2 separate regions of the Triticum aestivum genome follow, and region 1 is linked to region 2. Evidence: chromatin contacts called from public Hi-C data. All regions are on one chromosome and are shown on one strand. The core of a region is the stretch at or near the end of the contact, and the rest is flanking DNA. Distances in the headings are between cores, read along the strand shown. Region 1 holds the start of LOC123137030 (transmembrane protein 258). Region 2 holds the start of LOC123137025 (cysteine synthase).

What was found. A called contact is a pair of places that touch in the nucleus more often than the background predicts.
Region 1: a contact with region 2 is called in a Hi-C map of leaf, with 5 times the contacts expected there. The contact joins the promoter of LOC123137030 here to the promoter of LOC123137025 in region 2. A contact is called at or near these places in 3 of 5 Hi-C or Micro-C datasets (all in leaf).

Annotation. Positions count from the first base shown.
Region 1 is chr6B:305,722,631-305,727,633 of IWGSC CS RefSeq v2.1, reverse strand. LOC123137030 (transmembrane protein 258) reads right to left here and starts at 2,617. Exons shown (of 4, transcript XM_044556567.1): 1 at 2,431-2,617; 2 at 2,256-2,350; 3 at 1,555-1,633; 4 at 1,241-1,466. The coding sequence starts at 2,433. The coding sequence ends at 1,419. It overlaps LOC123137029, which reads left to right. Exons shown (of 8, transcript XM_044556565.1): 8 at 368-904. The coding sequence ends at 772.
Region 2 is chr6B:304,951,158-304,956,220 of IWGSC CS RefSeq v2.1, reverse strand. It overlaps LOC123137025 (cysteine synthase), which reads left to right and starts at 1,830. Exons shown (of 7, transcript XM_044556559.1): 1 at 1,830-2,049; 2 at 2,138-2,265; 3 at 2,377-2,579; 4 at 2,646-2,774; 5 at 3,061-3,219; 6 at 3,347-3,540; 7 at 3,655-4,216. The coding sequence starts at 1,969. The coding sequence ends at 3,786. It also overlaps the pseudogene LOC123137024.

The DNA.
Region 1 (5,003 bases), core at 1,368-3,867, 770 kb before region 2:
ACGACGACCCCTACTACACCGGAGGTGCCTACTACTACGTGCAGCCCGCTGACGACGACCTGGAGTAGTTAGGAGGATCCCAGGCAGGAGGCCTGCGCCTCCTTCGATCTGTATCCCAGTTTGTGCTAGCCATCTTATGACAACTTGTTTAACTTATGTCTGTACTCAGATATTGTTGCTTCCGCTGACTCGTCTATGATCGAGCTCATGTATTCGAGCCCTCGAGGCCCCTGGCTTGTAATATGATGCTTGTATGACTTATTTTTATTTGTAGAGTTGTGTTGTGATATTTTCCCGTGAGTCCCTGATCTTGATCGTACACATTTGCGTGCATGATTAGTGTACGATTGAATCGGGGGCGTCACAGGTGGTCACGCAAAACATCATCTTTGTCAACGCACGTCGGAAGGTTGAGTCACTAGCCGAAAAGATCAGTGGCAGGGGGTACACCGTCTCGGCAAGCCATGGTGGTATGGACCAGCATGCCAGAGATGTTGCCGTCCAGGATCTCCGGTCAGGATCATCCCGTGTCCTCGTCACCACCGACATTCGTGGTGCCAACGCGGTGCAGGTCCCTGTTGTCATCAACTATGATCTGCCAACACAACCAGTACAATACCTTCGTCATGTTCGACGAAGTGGACAGCCTGGAGGGATTGGTGTCGCTATCAGCTTCGTTGCTCGTGCTGATGAGCGTGTTCTGTCTGACATCCAAAGGTTCTGCAATACTCAGTTGGCAAAGTTACCCTCCGACGTCGCTGACCTCCTGTGAGCAATTCCGTAGTTGGATATGGTGCACAGATGGCTATCTAGACTTCTTTTTTTTCTATCGTTGGTGAATCGTTTTGTGGGATTGAAACTTGTTGAGTTCTCCGGTATTATGTCATGGTGGTTTGAAACTGAATTGAATGTGGTGCAAATAGTTGTTTGAAATGTTTTGTTGGTTCATCTGTTGTCTACTATTGTTATATTGTGTTGGTGCACATATGCTGCTAGTGAGCAACGTTATGCACACAGGTTACAGAATCCTTTAAGCCAGAACAAATAATGCAGGTCATGCTTGGATTGAACTTTGGACCAGATTACATATAGCAAGTAAGGTTTGGGTGTGAATGTGTAGGTCACCTATAATATCAAAGAATGTTCTTCCACTGAATGAATCTGGTGTTAGTACCAGTACGAAACTGATAAAAGTTAACTTTGCTTCAGTTTGCAGGCAATAACTACAGGCACCTCAATATTTCTATTCAGTATTTGTATTATGATAGTAATATGTCATGTAACATGAGAAGCGAGGGTTAACTGAAATAAACTTCTAAATACAAGACTACATGTAAACACGAATTTTCAATCTTTGATGTCCTTTCCCCTAGAGAAATTCTTGGATGTCCATGTAGGTATAGGCTGCAAGTCCCTTGTCAGACATAAACACCACTTGCCAGGAGAACAAAAAGAGATCCAAAACCCTGTGAAACAAACAAAGCAAATTTCGTAAATATGTCAACCAGCTCTACATACGAACTGATGAAACAATCAGCATTTTAGTGGGCTCACCAGAAAAACGGAAGCAACAGCTGCGGTGGTGAGCTCCTTGGCTAAGCTTCGGCTGCGCGTGGATACGGTCGCTTCATAACTGGCATATAGAGAGATCAAAGAATCAACAAAATGGTGGGTAGTCTTTTGTCAACGGACTAATCTATAAGTATATAACCATATCTATGAATGGTCCTCTGTAATTCAACATGAACGAAGAACGAAGTTGCTTCGCCTCACAACCAAGGAACTGCAAACATATACCCGATAACCCACGCGCAAATTGAGTTGTGAAACGTCAGTAAAAAGAGAGAATAAAACATGTACCAAACAACAGTAGCGCATGTAGGCAGCACACAAATTTTCCCTGAGGTCCAATAGCAAATTGCCACTAGTAGGCGCGAGCACGAGAAGCACATGTACCAAACAAGAGTGAATTGATGCATCTGCACTGAACACTAACTGTGCAACTTATAGAATGCAAGTGCCAATGTGTAGCTGTGTTACTAGTGCCCCTGTAATATGTTGGTGTTTTCTACTCGTACATCCGATAGTACTACATCCTAACAGCCAATAAGCGGCTCTACTTGCAGGTCGACGACTCGAGAACCAATCGCCACTGGGTCACTGAACAATTCACATCCAAGTACCCGAATCAAGCACGAGCGGAGCGGAGCGGAGGAGAGAAGAAGAGGAGAGGCAGGGGTTGGTTGCTCACGCACATGAAGAAGGAGGCGGTGAGCATGAGGCCGACGGCGACCGTGAGGACGGCTAGCGCGGGGTACCAGGCCACCGGCAGCGGGCTCGAGATCGACGCCTGCATCGCGCCAACGGCATCTCCCGAGTCAGGGGGGCGGAAGCAAAACCCTAGAAGAGATTTGAGGCGGGGAAGCTTACCATTCCGGATCTCAAGTCTGAACCTTGTGATCTCCTCTCCTCGCGAAGCGGGGTCCCTGTCCTCAGGTCAGGTACACTTGGAGTGGCTGGTGTGCAATTGCAAACGCATGTGCCGGCTCGCTCCCGGGGCTTACTCCATGGTTAAGCACCGCTACGTCTTTAATTTTTCTTTTTCACAAATGTAAGAATAGACGCAGACACTTGTATTTGTATACACGCACATGTAACTTACATTTGTGAGCACCTTTGACAAAGTCAGCAAATTTTCTGACTAAGAGCATCTGCAGTTGGGCACCCAAGCCCGCCTCAAATGCCCGGGCTGCCTGCCTGGCCGGTAAAAAAAACATCCCAGACGGGCGCCTCAAACCGGCCTCAAACTCCCTGTTTAACCGGAACCCCTCATATCTAGCTTAAATATGGGACGGATATGGCCACATGAAAATACTTCGAAACTCGATGGTCTGAATCTCGTCTCCTACGTCGGACAGATGGCACAGCGTGGCGCCGCTATGGCAGGCTGCGTAGTGCCATAACTCGGCTATTTAAGCCGATCGCCGGCACCGAAACCCTACTCGTCCACATTTCCTCCCGCCCGCCCGCCGCCGCTGCCACTTTCCAGTCGTCCGCTACCACTAGTAGCCATGCCCCCATGCCTCTAGGTAAAGAGCTACCCATACCTAATATCGGAGCGCCGACTGCAGCTCCTTGAGCAGATTCAGCAAGGTGTGAAGCCCGGATCGCCGCAAGGCTACCTTCGGACGCGGTGGATCTAGTGAAGGACTTGGAGGAGGAGGAGGAGGAGGAGGGGGAGGGCGAGCAGAAGGAGGAGGAGGGTGAGCACCTTTGAGAAAGTCAACAAATTTTCTGACTAAGAGCATCTACAGTCGAGCACCCCAAGCCAGCCTCAAACGCCCGGGCGGCCTGCCTGGTCAGTGACCGGTAAAAGAAAAACATCCCAGACGGGCACCTCAAACCGGTCTCAAACTCCCGGGTTAACTGGAACCCCTCATATCTAGTTTAAATATGGGACGGATATGGGGTCCCATAAGAAAATACTCTGAAGCTCGATGGTCTGAATCTCGCCTCCTTCGTCGGACGGATGGCACAGCGTGGCGCCGCTCTGGCAGCTGCATAGTGCCCTAACTTGGCTATTTAAGCCGATCGCCGGCACCGAAACCCTACCCGTCCACATTTCCTCCCTCTCGCTCGCCGCCGCTGCCACTTTCTAATCATCGTCCGCCACCACTAGTAGCCATGCCCCCATGCCTCCAGGTAAGGAGCTACCCATACCTAACGCCGGAGCGCCGACTACAGCTCCTTGAGAAGATTCGGCAAGGTGTGAAGCCCGGATCGCCGCAAGGCTACCTTCGGATGCGGTGGATCCAGTGAAGGACTTGGAGGAGGAGGAGGAGGAGGAGGACGGGGAGGGCGAGCAGAAGGAGTAGGAGGAGGACGGGGAGGGCGAGCAGAAGGAGCAGGAGGAGGATGTGGGGGACGCGGAGCAACAGGCGATCCTCGATTCCCTCCTGTCGAAATCAGAGGAGGAGGCCAATCGACGTCGTCTGCACGAGGCGAAGGCAAAGAACGTCGCGGAAGCCGATGACATGGTTGAGTATATGGATGAGGAGGAGGAGGAGGCCTCCTTCGCGCCCATCTACCCGGTGCTCGGCACCTTCGTCGTGGACATCTCCGACGACGAGCGGTAGTTAGGCTAACATGATATGCATAGTACATAGATTTTTTTTTGCATGGTTTATATGCATTTAGGGGATGAAAAATGAGAGAGTCGGATGCATAGCACAAAGTATGAGGTGTGACCGGTTAGTCCTTGCAGACGCGCTCGGTCACGTCGGCGGGCGTTTGAGGGACCGAATTTCTCAAGTCCGACCATAGATGCTCTGATGAAGTTGTAAACTTGAGAAATTCAAAAAAATACAAACACACATTTTTTTAAAAAAATCAGCATCATCCTTAATTAAAGTTTATGATTACAAGGAGATGAACTGCCTCGGGGGTGGATTAGCCATACATGCAACCTCTTGGATGAATCTATGAGTTAGAGAGTGTGTTTCTCGATTGGCCTTCAAAGATGATCTCTACACTCACAAAAGAGAGCAACTTCTCCGGTGTCATGTGTGATATGGGCATAAGCACACTTAGTTCCTTCCTTTGGAAATCTAACTGCTCCTTGACAATCACTGGCTACCAAAATCTTCTGAGCGACAATCTCCACACTGAGGCATGGAGCTTGTTTACAAGCTAGGACTTCAAGCATTTTTGGCTGTATTTGCCCCTCAAAAACAGGTGGTGAGGGTCCTTTATAGGCTCCATTGCTATCTCTCACAACAACAGCTACTGAATCTGTATGTTGGTTCGTCGGTTCTTCCCCACCGCGGCATCGGCCTTAGTTTTGATCACTCCCATCAATGGGGTAGTCTAGTTTTCCTCGACCATCGTTGGTGTAGAAAGCTTTCTTCCCTGCTATTATGTTCTACCAGTTCCATGTTATTTATGTAGCTCTGGACAAATGGATGACCCGACAAAGGGGGCTAGTAGATCTCTTCATGTAAAGC
Region 2 (5,063 bases), core at 581-3,080:
TTTTATGATACTTTGGTAAACAGATTCAAATGATTTAATTGACTACAATGGTTGGTTATCTTTGATTTTTTATATTTACTAGAAATTATAACTTTATGTGCAGTACGTATGTAGAATCCAGGCATCAGCCTCCTTGTAAGCACAACAATGTAGATGAAAGACAGAAAAGCTCTGATGAATGTTTTATTTCCTACGATACACCATGAACGTGAGAAACAAACGTTTCTTAAAGACACTGACTAAAACAGTGGAGGTTTGATAGCAAGGCCATGAACAAAACAACTGCGAGTTGTTTTATAGCACACACCTTAACTAATTATCTTTTAAGAGAGCAGGGAAGCTTGCCAAATCTGTGTTGATTACCCCAGCATCTTCAGTTCATGAATACGTAACCAGTCGTCTCAACTTGCAGCGAAGTCACAGACCAAGAGTCTAACAACGGCTACATTTGGCACTTTGTGACCTGCTAAATTGCGAAATAATCCATCACTGCCTTGAGTATTTAATAACATATATATACAGCAGGATGGTCGATGGTTCAGCTCAGATTAAAATTACGGAAATACTAACGCCCTCTGGCAACTCGCCTACATGCATGGATCCTCGTCCAACCATTTCTGCACGAATCCTGGTGCGTTCTAGCAGGTTTTTTATGCCAGGTAGGACTGGGCTGGTGTGTGGGCATTCATCCGGTCACCCACATGCCCGTTTCACCATGCGGAGCGGCTGAGGTGTGGGCGTTTAGCAGTTCGCCCACAAGCCAGTTTTCACGCATGCAAAAGGGCTGGTGTGTGGGCGTTTATCAGTTCGCCCACACGCCCGTCTCTTCTCCCACACCCAAAGCTGTCAGTTGCCATGTGTGTTGCAGCGTGTATGGCAACTGTCCTAGCGTGCTTGTAAGCAGATGACAACTCTCACTTTTTACTTCGAGTTGCCATGTGTTCTGCAGGGTACATGGCAACTGCCCTAGTTGCTTGTAAGCAGATGGCAACTCCCTCTTTACCCGAACATGTTTTTTTACATGCCTTTTTTATAGTACTACATGGCAACTGCCTAGTGCTAGTAGGTGGCAACCCCTAAAGTTTTTCAAATCATAGCAACTGTAGTAGACCAGACAATACATGGCAACAACTGCAATTGTCCAAAAATGGCATCCAGCACTTGACCTGAGATGGCAACTGCAGTTGAGCAACCATGACAACTGTAGTTGTCAGACATGGCAACTATAGCTCAGCAACATGACAACTGCAGTTAAACGAACATGGAAGAGGGTCCGGACCATGGCAACTGCGAGGACGCATGATGACTGTTACGTGAAGCATGCGGGACCATGAGTACGGGCGTGTGGGCCTTTTCGATTTTGCCCACACGGAAGCGTGTGGGAGGGACCGCGAGACAAAAAAAGAGGCGTGTGGGCATTACTTGTTTTGCCCACACGTAGACGTGTGGGCTGATTCTCTTAGACACCATAAAAAACGTGTGGCCAGATCCCTTAACGCTCACACGTGTGGGCGTTATCGGTGTTCTAAAATTATTTGCTTACCCTCTGCATAATGGTTGATTGTCTTGTTCTATAAGCAGGGAAACTTGGGGTCCAAGTTCCAGGCTTCCAACCCATAGGAGGTTTCTTGGCATGCAGGGAAACTTGTGTTCCAAGTTCTAGGCTTCCAACCAATCGGTGGTTTCTGAATTTGATATCTGATTGGTATGCTGCACACTGATGTAGTGTCATATGTCAACAGACTTCAATTAAAAAAAATCTGGATGGAAGTTTCAGGGAAACTTCCCTGAAACCTCCAAATTTAGTATTAATTTATCCATGTAGTATACCATCAGAATGGGACTTCTCAGCTATATAACATCATTGAACGCTGGAGTACCTCATACTTCTGTTCATCCATTTGTCCAAGACATTCGAGCTTGTTAAGTTCTAGTAGTTTTATTTGTTGCAGAGTTAGTACCAGAGAAATGGAGCCACAGGAAGGAAGGAAAGGGATACCATCTCTGCTGTCCTCGCAGGGGGAGTGCATTGCCACCAACATCACACAGGTGCCTACTTTCTCTGTATATAGTCATTATTCCTTCACTGTACAAAGCTTGTTATCTTTAATCTGCAAGTAAATTCTATGCCTTCCAGCTCATTGGTTGGACACCACTGATAGAACTGAGAAACATCACTGAGAAAGACAGCATAGGTGCTCGGCTGATTGGGAAGATTGAGCCGTACCAGCCCCTTTCCTCTGTGAAGGATCGGAGTGCTCTCAGGTGGCTGCTCTTTTTTACTTTCCTTCCCAGGAAGAAATTCTTCACCTCAAATCTACCATACGTAACGTCATGAGTCTCGACAGCAATATGAATGGATGAACAAATTTGCAGATTGATTGAAGATGCAGAGGAGAAAGGCTTGATCACACCTGGCATCACAACACTGCTGGGGGTCACAAGTGGTAATCTTGGCATCGGCGTGGCGTTCATTGCTGCTCAGAAAGGATACAAGTTCATCGCCCTCATGCCTGCTAAACTCTCGCTTGATAAGCAGATACTGATGCGATACCTTGGCGTAGAAGTGGTATTAGTTGGTAAGGAGCTGAGGTACCATGCCCCTCATATCACGTGCCAGATGGTAACATGCTTGTCTCCTGCAGATGCTGTACAGCATGGATTCAAAGCTTTACTTGATAGGGTAGAACAGATGAAGAAGGATGTGGAAGATGTGTATGTTCTAGATCAATTCACCAATCCTGCAAATCCCGATGCCCACTTCAGATGGACTGGTAAGTGGTAACACAATATATTTGAACTAAATTGGATGCAGTAGCAGTAGCGTTTGAGTAACTTTAGATTGTTTGACTATAAGGAAAACTCAGTCGAAGACTACGGACTGACTAACTTATAAGATGTTGAAATAAATTGATGGATGATATGCAATAAATGTTGCTATGTGGTGTTGGCCTCTGCAGGATCACACTTCCATGCAACATTTCTACTCTTTATTTTTATTTAAGATTCCTGGCTAAAAACTGAACCTCAGCACTAATGCATCGAACTAAATGTCCTTAGGACCTGAGATATGGAAAGATACAGCAGGCAAAGTGGACATATTTATAGCTGCTTCAGGTTCAGGAGGCACCATCACAGGCGTGGGGAGGTATCTCAAGACGAAGAACCCATCTGTAAAATTAATATGCGTTGAACCAGCTGAAAGTCCAGTGATTTCAGGCAAGAAACTACTACTATGATAAATATATTGAATAAATGATATTCCTACTATACATGTTTGGTTATAAACCTGGCTACCTTTCTTTGCTTGTAAATAAGTAAGATCTTCCCTGCCTATGATCTGTAGGTGGCGAGCCAGCCTTCCACAACATCCTAGGAATAGGGCCTGGTTTTGTCCCAGAAATATTGGATAGATCCCAGATAGATGAAATTGTAACAGTAACTACTCAAGAAGCTATGGACATGGCTAGAAGATTGGCAAGGGAAGAAGGATTGCTTGTTGGCATATCTTCAGGGGCAAATGCAGCTGCCTGCTTAAAGGCAAGCTCTTTTTTTCCCAAGAGTCTAGGATTTTATTTTTTAGCAGATAGTACAGTGAAGGCTATATAAATCCACTTATTTATCCAGTCCTCTGATTCATGCCCTTCCTGACAGGTTGCATCAAGAGAGGAGAACAGGGGAAAGATGATTGTGACAATGTTTTCCAGTGGTGCAGAGAGGTATCTGAACTCGGAGCTCTTTGCGCAGGTTAAGGAAGAGTGCGTCAACGTCAACATGACCTTCTGATGTCCATATCAAGGCAATGACACCGTAGGGGTGATCCAGAAGTCTAGTGTTATCTTACACTGGCTTATAAGAAGCGGAGGTCTCAGTTACTCAAATACCAGACACTGTTTTGTTAGGAGACAAAACGAAATGCACTAGCGTGACAAGTAAATACTCCCTCTGTTCACAAACATAAGATGCTCTAACCTTTTGTGTGAATCGGATGTATATAGACATGTCTTAGTGTGTTTATTCACCCATTTCAGTCTGTATGTAGTCTATATTGAAATATTCAAAACATCTTATATTGTGAACGGAGGGAGTATCTTATAATGCCAGGTCACAGAGGGTATTGATTGTGTGATTGTTTGACGAATTAGCTCATCACAGGATGGGCTGGTCCATCATTGTATGACCCAATCCCTTGTTTAGTATTAGACTTATTCTTTTATGAAAGATGAGATGGTGATATGGAGCAACCCATTCAATTCCTCAAAGTGGGTTACGTCCATTCACTGACCAATTCCTCAAACCAAACGCCTCAGACTTATCCATCACCATAATGCTTATAAGAAATAAAATAAATCAAATGAAAGTTGTCGAAAAGGAAACTAAATTCATCAAGATATCTGATTAACTGTCTTGGATATTTTTCCCAAGCAAAGCAAAATAAAAAAATTCTTGTAGAGTAAATAATTGGATTTTTCTTGAGTTATTTTTTTAAGGGAAAGAAGGAAAAGGCAGATTCAAAATAATTTTTTCTTCGGACTTTCCCAAACACAAAATACCTCCTTGTATCGCACTCTCAAATGAGAGTGGAATAAATTCGACTTTCATATAATATCTTAATAACAGGGAGGGCGGGGAGAGATATTACATGTGGAGGACGATTACATAGTTCCAGTGTTGATAAATAATGGGTAGCTCTTTTTTAGTTTTTTGTGGAGGAGGACATCTTGACCAGTAAGCAGGAGACGTCAAGAGAAGACTGCAAAAGGCGAGTCCACCATGCATTGCCCCTCTCCACCCAAAGCTTGCAAGAGATTTTCAATCCAAAAGTTTTAGCAGACATGGCTAACAATTACTGTGTTAGCTTCTTGCTGTTCCTCACAGCACTGATTTCACTACTACCCAAATCTTACCCAGAGTCCACATATCAATATAGTGATGAACACCAAATCCTTCTGGGGCTCAAGAGATACTGGGGGAGCTCACCTGTGCTTGGCAGATGGAACCTTACTTCCTCTGACCACTGCAGCTGGGGAGGAATTACATGCACAAAAGGTGAGGTCACTGCC